Linked DNA regions of Triticum aestivum: region 2 is linked to region 1. Evidence: chromatin contacts called from public Hi-C data. All regions are on one chromosome and are shown on one strand. The core of a region is the stretch at or near the end of the contact, and the rest is flanking DNA. Distances in the headings are between cores, read along the strand shown. Region 1 holds the start of LOC123116489. Region 2 has its middle 11 kb from the start of LOC123112549.

Evidence for each region. Hi-C and Micro-C count contacts between places; a contact is called where the count stands out from the background.
Region 2: a Hi-C map of leaf shows a contact between it and region 1, with 6 times the contacts expected there. The contact joins the enhancer-like site here to the promoter of LOC123116489 in region 1. A contact is called at or near these places in 3 of 5 Hi-C or Micro-C datasets (leaf and an unstated tissue).

The regions. Positions count from the first base shown.
Region 1 is chr5B:471,623,428-471,631,137 of IWGSC CS RefSeq v2.1, reverse strand. It overlaps LOC123116489, which reads right to left and starts at 2,734. Exons shown (of 1, transcript XM_044537441.1): 1 at 1,291-2,734. The coding sequence starts at 2,724. The coding sequence ends at 1,600.
Region 2 is chr5B:471,850,840-471,858,549 of IWGSC CS RefSeq v2.1, reverse strand. No RefSeq gene overlaps it. Among protein-coding and RNA genes, the nearest start is that of LOC123112549, 11 kb to the left of the region's middle. Within about 2 kb of position 3,234, at least 3 of the 8 cell types and tissues checked have an H3K27ac peak or open chromatin away from gene starts, as enhancers often do. A contact at or near this core is called in leaf, where this site is marked.

The DNA.
Region 1 (7,710 bases), core at 1,485-3,984:
TTCTAAGACTGATAGTAGAAAGGGGGTAGGTATGGAGAGGCAAGATCTCAGCTATGGTGAAGATGTACACACGGGATTTACGAGTTCAGGCCCTTCGCGGAGGAAGTAATAGCCCTACATCTCGGTGCCCGGAGGCGGTCGACTGGATTATATGTGTGTGATGTTACAGGGGGTGCGAACCCTTGTCCCAGAGGAGGGGGTGGCTTATATAGTGTGTCAGGACCCCAGTCATCCTCCATTACAAGGGGCTTAATGTACATAAATTAGGGGCGTTACTGATAACGCCAGTCATAAGTGCTATTAATGACCTTAAAGACTACGGAGTGAATGTCCGACAGTTGCAGTGATGAGTGACTCCTGGCCTTCAGTAGGTCGAGTGATTCCTCACATGGTCGAGTGACAACAGGTAGGAGGGGCACCCGAGTGATATGGTTGGTCGAGTGGATTGCACTCGACACCTTTGACTGGGGGTTCTTCGTTCCCTCTTGGACTTCTTATCTTCTAAGGTAGTGACTTTGGATAGGACGTATAATTCAGGCCTATGACCCTACCCCGGGTCTGTATCCTCATCAGCGCCCCCGACCAGGGCACGTTAGTTCGATCGAGACTCATGTACGTTGGTGCATGGCCCCCTTCACTTAACGTTATCTGTTCCTTTTTTTGTTAGAGAATTAGATCTAACTGGCTTGTTTAGCCGTCAGATCAACCAACACCATGTTCCTCCGGAGTGTATTCGCTCGGAGGTGGAGGTAACGATCGAGAGGACCATGAACTATGAATAAATTGGCAATGTTTTCCCCTTAAAAAATAAATAATAAAACCGCGTCCTGCAAATTTCGTGGGCCCCCTGTAAAAAAAATTGTGTGAGGCCTCTGCGCAAAACAAATCCTCTAAACCCGTCCCGCAAGGAGGCCTCGCGGTATCGCAAAAAAATCATAGGGCAAATATTGACAAGTGCTTGCATATAGATGCACAAATTTTTTATATACATAGTCTCACTAGTTCATCGTATCCAAAATCATGCATAACATACGAGGTAACAAGTTTAGCTAGTTGCCCATTAGCTAAACTAAGACATCTGTATACAACAGGAACATCTGTATACAGCTAGTTTCGCTATCGCAAAACGTGTGTAGATACATCCGTATCTAGACAAATCTAAGACAAGCTTTTTGGGACAGAGTGAGTATGTTGGAAGCATGCTCTGTTTCTAGTATTAATTCCAGACCGACCATAACACAGCTGCTAGTCCAACCAGAACAAGGCACTTAGTGTTGCCAGTAAAAAGAATGAACCAAACTTGCCAACGGACTGAATAATGACAGTTATATTAGTAGCAAGAGAAATAGAGATACAACAATGGTGCTATCTAGGAGTATAAATCAGCTCTTAACACTTCCATGCCAAAGGGTTAGTAATTGGGCTGTTGGAGTCCATGATTCAACAAGGATTCATGGGAGGAATAATCTGAAGTGACAAGACATACGTGTTGGTGTTGGTGTGGTGTTTAGATCATTCAAACATGGGAAGCTCTGTTGCTGCTCCAATACTGATTCGGTTACTTTCATATAATAAGATGGTCAGTGAAGATCTACCACCTTACTGGGCTTCACCCTTCAAGAAGGGTCTTCTGAGACAGAACCACGAATACGCCGTCCAGTGATTATTTCTGCCCGTGCCCTCCATCTGCTCTCCGGGATATGGAATTTGTTGAAAAACATTTGACCCCAAGTCTAACACAATAGCCCAATCTTGATGCTTGACTGTATCGTGCTCTACAAAGTAGAGACAATTTCTCCTGATCATAGTGAAGTCCTTTGCACAGAGGGCAAACGCGTCACCGCGGCCCAAGAAGAGCGAGTACTCGCCGAGATCCGTGACCTTGTCCCGCAGCTCCAGGCGCTCCGCTGCCCAATCCGGGCGGTAAACTTCGACAGCCTTTATGTTGGGCGCACGGTACATCACAACAAGCAGCAACTCGCCATTGAATGCGACCACATACCACGTCGGCCTGCCACCGCCAGGGAACTGTCGAAATCCATGGCGCTCTCGCAGAGCACTGTAAAGGTACGTGCTCCGGACAAGCTTGGGAGGGGAGCGGTCAAGATCATAGACGTGAAGGGTCCACCCGATGTCGGTGAAGTAGAATTTCCCCTGATGGAATGCTGCGCTATCGATTCTGCCGTTTGGCCGCTCGAGCTGCATAGTCCATGCGGCATCTCCAGGCCGCCAGAAGAAGAGCGTCTGGCCCATGCAAGTGCCAGTGCTGTAGAGCTTCTGGCTTGCGATCGCCATCCAGTCAGGCGAGGTGAGCGGGTCTCCTGAGAGGAAGACTTGGACAACGGCGGGCAAACAGGGCAGAAAGATCTCAGCTTCAGAGAGGGGCTCCCAGAGGACAAACCGCGTTGGGGATTGCAGGTTGTCCATGAGAGCAAGCCAGCCAAGGGGCGTGCCGCAGCAATATGGTAGGCCCGCCGGCGTGGGCGTGCCCAAGTAGATCCGTCGGCCGCCAAGCGGTAGCCAAAACGAGTGTTCGCCGACCGGGCCAACCAGGCTCCATGGTTCGCGGCCGGCGATGATCCATGGACGGCAGGCGGCCAGCCGGGAAGTGGATGCGCGCCAGTGGGAGCATACCTGATGGATGTGGATCCGGTCCGCGTCGCCTGGCAGGCGGCCGGAGATTTCCGCGAGTAGCTCCGCCGGGATGGAGGTCCAGCCGGCCATCTTTTGAGGGGTAGAGAGGGGATGCGTTGGACGGTCGTGTGTGGTCTCTTGGTCTTTTTATTAGGGCGCGCGTGGTACGTCACATCCGAGTCAGAAACGCTGCCGATGTTGCGTTTCGATCATACGCTGGCTGGGCTTATCGCCAGACTGGTTAGGCTCGGCTTCTCTGAGCTGGTCTTTTTTCTTTTCTTTTCTTTCGAGGGTTGTCTGATTGGCCTTTTGCGCCGGTTGAGGATCCGGGCCCCCACTGCAGCCCGTTAGTGGGCCGGCCCATGAACACGCAGGGCACTGTGAAAAATGTATTTATGGCGCAAAAAATTAGACCCGGCTAAGATCAACTATGCCCAACTGAAAGATTACAATGCGAAACGTTTAAGAACTAAAGTTTATCTGCGGGCAAACCATATTCGGCGCCTTTAGCGCCGGTTATAGGCGTTTTTGCAAAGTGGCGCATACCCCCACTCTCCGCGCTGGGCCGGCCCATCAGCTTTTTTCCCTTCTGTTTTTGCTGTGTCCCAGCGGGAACAAAAAATGCGGCTGAGCTGACAGTCGAACCGGCGACCTCTTGCGTCGAACTAGCCCGCACTAGCCATCCCGCCACTTGCATCTTTTCCTTCTATTCTTCTTTCCACTTTTATATTTTACCTTTTCTTCTTCCTTGTTCGATGATTTTTTTTCTTAAATATCGATAAGCTTCTTAGCAAATTCGATAATCCTTTTTCAAAATGGCTGAACTTTTTTCAAATTCGATGAGATTTTCAAGTTTGATGAACTTTTCTTCAATTTTGATGAACTTTTTCTAAACTCAATGAACTTTTTAAAAAATCGGCGAACTTTTTTCAAACTCGATGCACTTTTCTTGTGATGAACTTTCTTCAAACTCTGTGAACTTTTTCTAAACTCGATGAACTTTTTGAAAAATCAGTGAACTTTTTTCAAACCCGCTGCACCATGCATGTGCTCATCCGCAGCCCCGCGCACCCCCAAGATGCCAAGGTGAAGCCTGGTAATTCAGGGTGAAGCTCCGTCGCAAGCAGCAGCCATGGCTGCAGACCAAGTGAAGCCTGGTGCCTGTCTGCTTATAAAAAACCTCGCGCCGATACAACAACATGAAACTAACTACTACCAAGTGGCTAGTGCTATGAATCATAGCCTAGACCACCAGGGATCAATTCGTAGTTTTGCCCAATTTGTTTGTATCTCTGATTTTTTTTGCCATGCTGGTGTTGAGCAGTTTGTGGGTGGTAAAAAGAATAGTAGGTAATGAGGATCATTTTGGCCCCGAGAAAAAAACTATTGACAATTACTGTGGTAACAATTTTGATCCCAGAAAAAAGAGTTGTTGAAAACATATCCACCGTCATTTTTTTGTATAAATAGTGTGGTAATATACGTAGACACACACCTGATAACTTACACACAAATTTCATGGTAACTTTTGACTTGAGAAAAGAGTTGTTGAAAAGCATAACTCGCTAACTTATTTTTGCGGAGAATAACCTCGCTAACTTATGCGTATATCATGGTAGTTTTATGCCTCATAGACTTGATAAATTATGTACGGACATTGATAACTTTGGACGATTTTGACCCAGAAAAAAGAGTTGCTGAAAACATATCCGCCATCATTTTTTGGATAAATAGTGTGATAACGTACGTAACACACACCTGATAACTTACACACCAATCTGGTGGTAACACTGTCTCCGGGAAAGAGTTGCTGAAAAGCATAACCTCGCTAACTTTTTTTTGCAGGGAATAACCTCTCTAACTTAAGCTCATATCATAGTATTTTATGCTTCACAGACTTGATAAATTATGTACAAACATCGATAACTTTGACCCAATGAAGTGTTGTTAAAAACGTGCCTCCGATAATTTGTGTAAATAATATGGTAATATAAACACCACATACCCGATAACTTACATACAAACACCTTGGTAACTTTTTGATACGGGAAAAAAGTTATTGAAATACATGCCCTGGCTAACTTACGTGTAAATACTATGGTAATATATATCCCCCATACCCAATACCTTGCATACAAATACCCCGATAACTTTAACCAATGATGTGAATAATTGTTGAAAAATATAACCACTCGATAACATATGTGAAAATAACACGATAATTTATAAACCGTATACCCGATAAGTTACCTACAAAAATCACGGTAACTTCAATCAAGAAGGTAAAAAATTGTTGAAAAACATATCCCCTAATAACTTCTACAAAATATCTATCTGGCACACCACATCGTTTTGACAAAACTGCCGAATGACCTGGCTGCCCTTTGATCCCGATCGTTAGATCCAAAACGATGTTCACTGCCTCCTCCATCCCCGCTCGATTCGTGGGGGAAACCCAACCACACACTTTCTTCATCCTCTCTTTCGATTTACTCCCCAACCCCAAACCAACAGCTATCGCTTACGCCGGCGACCTCACCGTCTTGCGCCGTCCTCCGCCGCTACCCCTAGCATCTCCACCTCCCCTTCCCTCACCCCATCATCCTATCTGAGGCCCCAAATCGAGCATCCAGGTCAGTCGGCGGCTAGATCCACCACGGCCACTGCGGTAGGTCCGGATCCGCGCCCTCGTGACGCGACGGAGGTGATCGAGGGTGGTCGCATCCACATGCGCCGAGAAGGGTTCGAGACGGCGGAAGGTTGACGACGGAAGTGGTAGAGGGCTCGCGAGCGGCCGTGGATGAACCATCTTGCCCAAGTCTGGACACGGCTGTTCAAGTACAATGATATCCAGATGGGGAAGTTGAGCATTGTTGCTGGAATGGCACCATCGTACCCATGTCTGGACGCGGCTCAAACAAATTCAGCGCTCGACAGGCAGGTGTTCAAGATGCCACTGGATACCAAACGAACAAAGTTATTTGAAAAACATACCCTTGTTAACATGGACAATAACTTACATACAAACACCTAGGTAAATTTCACCAAAGGGGGGAAAGTTGTTGAAAGCCATACCCCCGGTAACTTGTACGAAAATAGCACGGTAAAATATGAATTGTATACCTGATAACTTACGTACAAACGCCACAGTAAATTTGACCAAGGGAGAAAAGTTGTTGAAAAACATACCCTTGATAATTTCTATGTAAACTATATGGTAATAAACCAAATCCATACCTGATAACTTAAGTACAACCATTGTGGTAACATTTTTTACTATGGGGAGGGGGGAAGGAGTTGTTGAAAAATATACCACGAAAACTTGTATCTAAATAGCATGTAATATACGAACCGCATACCTAATAACTTAAGTACAAACGCCACGGTAATATTTGACCAAAAATATACCCCGGTAACTTCTATGTAATTAGCATGATAAAAGATGAACCCCATACATGATAAACGTGCAGTCACCATGGTATTTTGCATCTGAAAAGGAGGGAAAGGGACGCTCGGATTTGTGGACTCTGTCAACCGGTGTGAAACATGTAGAAAAATATATGGAACTAGGGTGTATAGTCCTAATACCCGAACTAGTGGGGCTGCCGGTTTGAATTTTAAGTTATTGTCTTTTTTGCTCAATCTTGTCTCAACAAGATACAATTAGTGTGTAAATTGTTTGTAATAAGTAGAGCTGAGTAGACCAACTGGATGTCGTTGCTAAATTTGCTATGTGGGTTGTGAGTTCGACCCCCCACCAATCCCTTATTTTTTACTCTTTCCAGGGAAAACATGGGGTACACGCGGGATCGAAGCACGGGGTTGTTCGGGAGGACGTGGTATCGAAGGGTAGGAGGTCGCCGTTTCTTTTACCTATTTTTGTGCGGGGATCAGGAGCAGCCCAGTAAAACGGGAAGGACGCGGGATCGAAGCAGCCCAGAAAATCGGGAAGGACGCGGGATCGAAGGAGGCGGACTGTTCGGGAGGACGTTGGATCGCAAGGTGGGAGGTGGGTTGGTATTTTTGCAATCTGTCACACGGTTGCCAAATATCACTGTCCTTTGAAAAATAGTTCACTGACTTTGAAAAAAAAGTTCATTGTTTTAAAAAATATAAAAAAATTTAAAAACAATAATTGATTTTGAAAAAATGTTCATCGATTTTGAAAGAAAATCATTAAGTTTAAAAAAGTTCATTATATTTGAAAAAAGTTGATCGAATTTGAAAAAAATCACTGATTTTACAATTTATAGGTTTTGAAAAAATAAATCATCGAATTTGATTTTTTTTTTACCAATTTCAAAAAAGATTCATAAAACATTGAACTTTTCTCATGGAATTAGAAAAATGAAAAAAGAATAGGAAAAAAGAAAAAGGAAAAGGAAATGAAGGAGTACAAAGGTGTGTAAAGGTTGTTGATAACGACATCGTTGTGATTGGTCTAGTTGGCTGTCGTAACTTGCTTGCATGACGAGGTCGTAGGTTAGAAACCTGTTGCTCGCTCTTTTTTTGCACCACTTTAAAACAGAAATGGGAGGCAATATGGGCCGGGCGCAGAGGGAGCCCTTTAGAGTTTGTCGTCCGGTTGGTGCGGTCGATCTCTGGAGACCTCCTCCCTGGCGCCTTTAGCGCCCGTTAGCCAAGTCAGCGCCCGTTGCGTCGCTTGCATGGGCCGGGCCCAGCAATGCTCGCTGGCTGCCGCTGCTTGCTCGCTGCTGGCTGGCTGGCCTTGCTCGATCGTGGGCTCCTGCGCTCGCTCGCTAGCTGTGTCGCTTGCTAAAAAAAAAGCTCCCTTCTCGATCACTTTTTTTCTTCACTCAAAAAATGCTACAGTACATACTGGTTTTCCCTTAAAAGAAGTACTAGTTTTCTTGGAAAAACGAACTGGTTCGCTACAGTACGAACTATTGTCCTTTGAAAACAGTTTATCAAATTCGAAAAAAGTTCACCGAATTCGGAAAAAGTTCACCAAATTCAGAAAAAAGTTCACCGAATTCAAAAAAAAGTTCACCGAATTCGGAAAAAGTTCACCGAATTTGAAAATAAATTCACCGAATCCCGAAAAAGTTCATCAAA
Region 2 (7,710 bases), core at 1,985-4,484, 230 kb before region 1:
CCATGCTCCTCCTCTCCTTGTCCCGGGTGAAAACCCAAATCCCCTTGGATTGGGCGGCGACGACGTCTTGGCGTCGCTTTCTTCTTGAAGACGCTGCCTTTGGGACGGGTGTGTGGTGGTCGCGGCTTTGGCTTGGTCGGTTGCCGGTTGCCGGTCTTCAGTTGGTCCTGCTCGACAATGTTCGATGTTCTTCGTGGCGTGGCCCGAGGCGGTGGCGTTGATCGGAGTAGCTTTGCTGGTGTGGCAGCGTGTTGCCATCCTCTCCTAGTCCATCCGGAATCAAGCGTGCTCTCGGATGGCCGGCAACGGTATGGGAGTTGACGGTTGTGCGCTTCCTCCGGCGACGGGCCGCTCCATTAGCGTGAGCGTATCATGGGCATGTCCTGAAGTTGCCGGGGTCCTCGATGTCCTAGCTTCTAGGGTTGTCAGGACTGTTGTTGTCCGGTTGCATCTTGTATCCTCTGTTGCCTTCTTTTTTCTTCTTCTTTCTTTTTGTGGTATCGGTGGTTGTATGCTCGGCTGTTGCTTTATAATATAAAGCGGGGGGAAACCCTTTTTCTTAACTATATGTACTTCAGTAGCCAAATGGTTGCAACTAACACAAATCAGTTTAAGAGAGAGGAGTGATAGTATTAGTACCAGATAATATGTTGTCAATTTTATGTTAGTTTATCACTAAGGAGTAAATACAGGAGAGAAATGGATCTAGCCTAAGTATGTGACAATGATGACGTACCATATTCAACCGTGGTAGGCCCACTATGGGCAGGGCACTTGCCGGATGAAGACATGATTTGTGATGAAATATGACTGTGCTGAGGAGAAGCTGCGGCAAAACCAATATCCTAGGAATGATCCTCAAACTTAAACGAGTGTGGAGTGCCCTTAACAACAAATGATGCAAAGATGGAGCGAGCTGGTAGGAGAAGGTAGAATTGTGTGTGCCCAATCTGAATGGCATTCTGGGACTTTAGTTTCATCGGACCATCACTTGGCAATGAAGGACCCTCTAAACATAGCATCCACGTTGGCCCAGAACCTCAAGGGCAAATGAGTGATGTTGAAAATCATAGAAGATAAAAGAAAACGACAACTGAGCCCCCGCGTCGCTCTACACGAGCGACACGGGCGACGACCCAGGCTCCCTCCGGCAGCCGGCCCCTCCGTCTTCTCCCTCCTCGCCGCCGCCGGGACGCGTCGCCGGGCAAAGCCCGTGTGGCAGAGGCGGCGGCGGGGCTTCTTCTCCAGGGTGCGGACGGCCCGTGGCTGGATCGTGCGGCACCGGCGCGTGGTCGTCGCGAGCTCTACGCCAGCGGGCTGGAGCTTCTCCCCTCCGGCGGGAGCGGCGGATCCGGGGCCCTCACACCCGGATCTGGTGGTGTGCGGGCGGAGCGCGCAGGTAGGCCGCTGCGACATATCTGGTCCCTGCAGGTGCTCGGCGTGCATGATGCTCGCCGGTGCCCCTGATGTTTGGCTGTGGCTCGGAACCGTGGTGGTTTCTGGCCTCGGGCAACGCTCATCTGTTCCTTCCCGGCATGGGTGCTCGGCATGGAATGGTGGCTCGCTGCGTCCGGCGGTCATGGGTCCGGTCGGCCGCTGATGGTTCTGGTGCCTGCTGATGGAGTTTGGTTGCTGATGGAGATGCAGCGAGGGAAGGTGGGCTGCCGGATTGGCTGTCGACCGGAGGATTACGAGGGCTGGGTGAAAACACGTCTCTGGCCATGGCCGGAGCCTGTGACGGTGGTGTATGTGGACGCCGTAACCTTCTTGAAGGCGTCGACAGGATGCTCTCTCTTCCTCTGCGAGGGACAACTCCGGGGGAAACCCCAGACCTAGAGGGTCGGTCGTTGGCGGCGTGTTGGCGTTGCTTCCCTCTCGAGGGCATCGATTTTGGAGTTCAATCCGGTCAGAGGGACCAGCTGGTGTGTTGGGAGGTTGGTGGTATGCGTTGGTGTGGCGCCGAGGCTTCTGTGGCAACGACGATTGGGCAAGTGAAGTCGGAGACATTGCAGTGGTAGTCGGCTCTTCTTCGGCGTGTTCCTGGGATTACCTCGGTTTGGTTGTTGTGGTGAAGTTGGAGCTGCGGCGGCGGGCCCCGGTGGCAACGATGACATGCAGCACGTGGTTCGTTCGGTGGTCTTTCACGACCCCAGTCTTGCATAGGGATCTTTGCTTCAGAGCCGGAGCTGCGTAGCCCTCGATGCGGGTGGTTGAGTTCTGGCATGGATCTTCATGTTTTCCTACTCAGCCTCTGCGGTGAGTGTTGGTTCGACGTTCGTCCACGGAGAAGTCGAAGTCGCTTGCTCGAGGATTAGAGATGGCGATGACGCCTGTTTGGGGAGAAGTGATGACGATGACGCTTGTGTGCTAGCTTGACAAGGCACTCTTTGTAAAGGTGTGCGTAGGATATCTTGGTGTGCCGCTCAGCGGTTTGTGACGGTTTTCGCCCGGTTTTCCATAGATTAACCGGGCAATTCTCTTATGCTTAATTAATGGATGAGGCTAATCTTTTGCCTCCGTTTCAAAAAAAATAATATCATAGAAGATGCATCCATGGCGGCCGAATACATCCTTGTCTCCGCCAACAACGTTGAGATCGAAGTCTACCTTTTCTTTCTTGGTACTGCGTCCCGCGGTGATTTCATAAGATTGCACGATGTAATTAAAGTCTTTGCCTTGAAGCTTTGCAAATTCTGCATCCAATAGATCACCATGAGCAAATCCCGTACATGCACTAGAGTGCAAGTCCTAGATTTGACATTGTTGTTCGTATTTTCCTGGATTTATTTCAGACTTTTTGGCGATGTGTGTTCAGTGAGAGTAGATGTTGTCATTGACTAACAAGGTGTCTGTGATGACTTCGGCAATCTCAAAATGATGTGCTAGCTTAGTCTATCAGAGGTACTCATATGAATAGGGTGTACGTGCATGCGTTCATATGGTTAACTGTATATGTGTATATATGAGCCGCTGGGTCTGTATCGTGTTAAAAAAGAGCCTCGAACCATCCTCCCATCCGCGTGCAATAGCCCAGGGAAACCAATTCCTAAGGGAAAGAAAAGGTCCAGCCTGTCGCAATCTGTCCACATGCAGAGATGCAGAGCTGTCGTCTTCAAGACTTCCCCATCGGTCCATCCACCGGTTCCACGAGGATGGATGGCAGCGGCCAATCTCTCCACGTCGCGCCCATAACAGTGCAATCACGGTTTTTGGACCATATGCCTTTCTTAAACAACACTGATTTGTAAAACAATGCTATCCAACGGATGCTTTTGTCTATCGCAGGGCCGGCCCTGAGGGGGGCAGAGGGGGCGGCCGCCCCGGGCCCCGGAGCTGGAAGGGGCCCCCGATGGATTGGTTTCCCTATATACGTGCCTGATATTGATTCTCACATAGGGTAAAAATGGAACTGATTGATTAATCGTCGGCTTGTCGCACGCCATGCAGTCTTCTCGTATACTAATTGGCAACGAATCAACCATGCCATGGATGACGGGGCTCGTCCATCCATCTAATTGTGATTTTTGGCTGTTGGGCGTGATTACTGGAAGGAGGTAGTGCGATTTCCAGATTTCCATCAATCCCCTCTTTAATGCAAATTTTCTCTTTCATTCGTTTCCTGAAGATCATCCGTGTACATGTCTCTTTCTCACATTCCAGTTTCGTGTATATTGACTGGGATTAGAAACGACAAACTCGGACTTTTGTTCGTCAATCGTATGCAGCAGCAAAATCTTGCGATTTCTATTTTTTTTCTAGCCATCCAGGTACCTTGTTTCATACCTTTCGTTATCACTTTTATGCAATTTGCAGTGCTCTTAATTTTTTGTATCATATGTTTGTGTGCTAACTAGCAATATTGCTAGTATCTAGAATGTGTCCATGTGATAATGAGAAGTATAATCATGCATGTGAGATGATTGAGTCCCACGCGAGGTATTGGCATTTTTTAGAATAGATACAAGTACTCTGCTGATTCCCTTCAAAAAAAGAGTATTTATACTACTAGAAATTATGAGTTAGCTTTAGTTGTCGAAGAACAACCTTGTGAAAATTATAGGAAGATACAAATTTGAGTAGGCACAAAAATGTTACTAAAAGTGTCGATTGACAATGTTTATGACTCTGGTTTTTCTGATACTAAAGAAAAGGCACCATAAATTGTTGTGGTACTGAGAATTTATTTGCAGCTAAAATAGAAGAAAAAAATGCACATGTTTATGTGGCTTTAGGGCCCCTCTATGTTGCCTTGCCCCGGGCCCCCGAAATCTCAGGGCCGGCCCTGGTCTATCGTGCAGCAATCGTGCAAAATGTTAGCGTATCTGTAGCACTGCTCTACATTTTCAGCCTCGACGGTGTTCCCTCCCTCTTTAGATCTCTATCTCCAATCTCCATACAAAACCCCCAGCCCACCGCAACGCCAACCACCTAGCTATCACCAAACCCTAGAGCTCAAATTGGTGGAGACAGAGCATTCAGATCGGCTGGGTGGTATGTGCCCCGACATATGAGGAAGGGTGGAGAAGATGGAGGAGGCAGTGAAGCTGCTCGTGGAGCACCTGGTGAAGCCCGTGCTACCGCAGGGCCTGGAGCAGCGCTACATGGTGCTCGAGAAGGAGAGCGCCGCTGCGCAGCAGGTGAGACGACCCCATTACATGCATATAGCTAGGCCCTTCCCGTAATTGTATATATCCGTGTCTGCTGTCTCTCTTTTTTTAGATGACAATGTGTTGCCGCTATCAGATATAAACTGTCAGTTTTATTAATTTTCACCCTAGAGCGTCAAGAGATACGTATATAGTCTTTGTGTCTATAGAGATATGTCTCTATAGTGTCCTTGTTTAGATTAGGTGATTATTAGTGTTACTGACCAGAGGTTTATGTCCTTAAATATACTGACAAAAACCAGGAGAAGGGCGTGGATCAGAGTGGTACCAGTATGCATGAAGAAATACTCGTAGGTAGCGTGTGGTCGTTGGTAGCGGGCATACATAGGAATCATCCTTGTGATACCTCACTAGTAGAAAAACACCTAATAGTCCCGGTTCGTAAGGGCCTTTAGTCCCGGTTCATGGACCGGGACTAATGGGTCGTTACTAATACCTCCACACATTAGTCCCGGTTCAAACACGAAGTGGGACCAATGTGCCTCCACGTGGCCCTGTGCGCCGAGCCCAGTCAGGGGGCCTTTCGTCCCGGTTGGTGGAACCAACTGGGACCAAAAGTCCATGTTTTTTTTGGAAAGTGGCTGCTTTAGGGGTTTTGGGGGTTATTTTTAGGTTGTTATATTAGCTAGCTAATAGAGAGAAGTGTTCTCTCTTATATCTTCGTCCTTGGTTTACCAACGTTGCTGCTATGTATGTTCATTTTACCCGCTGATATAATAACTCATGCATGCTCGCATACATCAGCATATATAATAACAAGTACTCGTCCTACTAATCATGCATCATCATACAACTTCTACTCGTTATTAATAATAAGTCATACGATCATAATCCTCATAGTCATCGAACCCAACCCTACATAATTGTTCTTAGCACATGATCATCAGTATCAGGTAGGACCTAAACACCCTTAAGGTAAAATAACATAAAACAATATAGACCCTGACTCTCCATTATGAAGAATGGCGATCATCCTGTCTCCAATTTTTGCCCTTCGCTGAATGTTGCTTCCAAGAAGCTCCTTACGACTGTCCATACATTTTTTCCATTCTTTGATTGTCATGTCTCCACTTCTTTTAGAAACTCGGTATGGACAGTTCAGATTCGTAGGAAGACCTGGTTGTATGTTCAAAACATGAAGGCTACCGTGTGTATACATCAGATGATGCACACAATCATTCGGGATTATCTGTTGAAAAACATAGTAATAACTTCGTAGTTAGCAATGATATGATGTACTAGTTTTAGAAGTGTGCAAAAAGATGCACGGATGTCGTAATAGTAAAAAATCTTACCAGGGTATCTCCATGGTAGTTACCGTAGTTCAACACATGCACTAGTGGCACGTATTGACCATAATGTTGAGGAGTTCGATTGTAGACATTGTAATTCTCAAGATCAGTACAAAATGCGACCAGATGATTTTTCTCCTGATAAGTTAGTTCGGAGCCTTCGGTGTAGTAGGTTCTGTCTACCATCTTCCGCATATTCTTTGAAGAATGAAAATAAGCTGTCAATGAAGAATAAGTTGTCAACTATTTTGAAATAAACAATATAAATTACTTAATAACTATGTTAAGCTCACATGAGGTAAGAATTGGAGGTGTATCCACAAGGACGAAAATCATAGGTCTCTCTTGCGCGATTGTAGGATCACCAAGATCCATGGTGACAAGCATACCCTTATCAAAACCATACATCTTGCAAAGTGCTTCCCAGTTTTTGCAACCAAAATGGGTTACACTCTGAGCATTGTACAGCTTTACTTGAAAATCTACACCATGATGGGTACTTAGGATAATTTTTTTGGTTTCCATACTTTCATGGTCTTCAAAACCCATCATCTCCAAGACATAGCGTCTTGCAAAGCATGGGATAAGCTAGTCGAATTGGAAAAGATGAAAAATACACGTTAAAATAGTTGAAGTCGTGCTTAATTACGAAAAAAACTATTGTTGTTGTTGCGTACCGTATGAACATCGAAGGTCTCCTCGAGCTTAATGCTGAAGCGCCGATCTTCGTCTAGCTCAATGAACCTGTCGCACATACCTCGGTTGTCGTGGCACCAGTCGCACTCCCCCGGGCGGTTTTCATCGTCCGAGTACGACATTTCCGGCCTAAGTTCATAATTCAAATATTAAATATATGTACTAAAAAACCTAAATTAGATCATTATTATTAATCACGGGTTGACTATCGGTGATGGTGAAAGGATCGAGAACCTAGAGGGGGGGGGTGAATAGGTACAATTACAAATTTTAATTATTACTAAGCAATTTTAGGCAATAATGCGGAAAACGAAAGTGAGCCTAACAATTGCAAGTATGATACTAATGAGCTAAGCAAGATAATCAAGTGGCACAAATATATGAGTAAGTAAGCACAAGATGAGATAAGTAAGTGCTAAGAGACAAGTAACCACAAGTAGAGAGATAGGGTTAGGAATAACCGCAACTCCGAGAGACGAGGATGTAAGCCGATGTTCACTTCCTTGGAGGGAAGCTACGTCACCGTTTAGAGAGGTGGATGTTACCACGAAGGCACACCAATGCCACGAAGGCTCACCCTATTCTCTCTTTGAGACAACACCACGGAGGCGTTTCTCAACCACCAGTGGTAGACCTTGGGGTGGTCTCCAAACCCTCACAAACTTTTCAGAGGGTAATCACAAAGGTCGATTCCTCTCCGGATGACTCCTACCGCCTAGGAGTCTCCAACCTCCAAGAGTAACAAGAACGATGGGGAAATGCTCAAAACTTGCTCAAGTCACGAATTCCTTTGGTGCAAAGAAAGGGAAGAAGTGGATCTATCACTTGATTGGAGAACTTCTCTCAAAAAGCTCCTAGAACACTTGGAATCTAGGATTTAGTGTGGATGAATGAGAGAGAGAGTGAGGAGTGTTCTTGTGGGGGCTCAAAGTGAATGGTCAACCCTATCCCGTGGAAGGGAAGGGAGTATATATAGGTGGTGGGAAAAAGTGACCGTTTGGAGTACAGGATGGCCGGACGTCCATAGAACGTCGGACGTCCGGAGGCCCAAATGA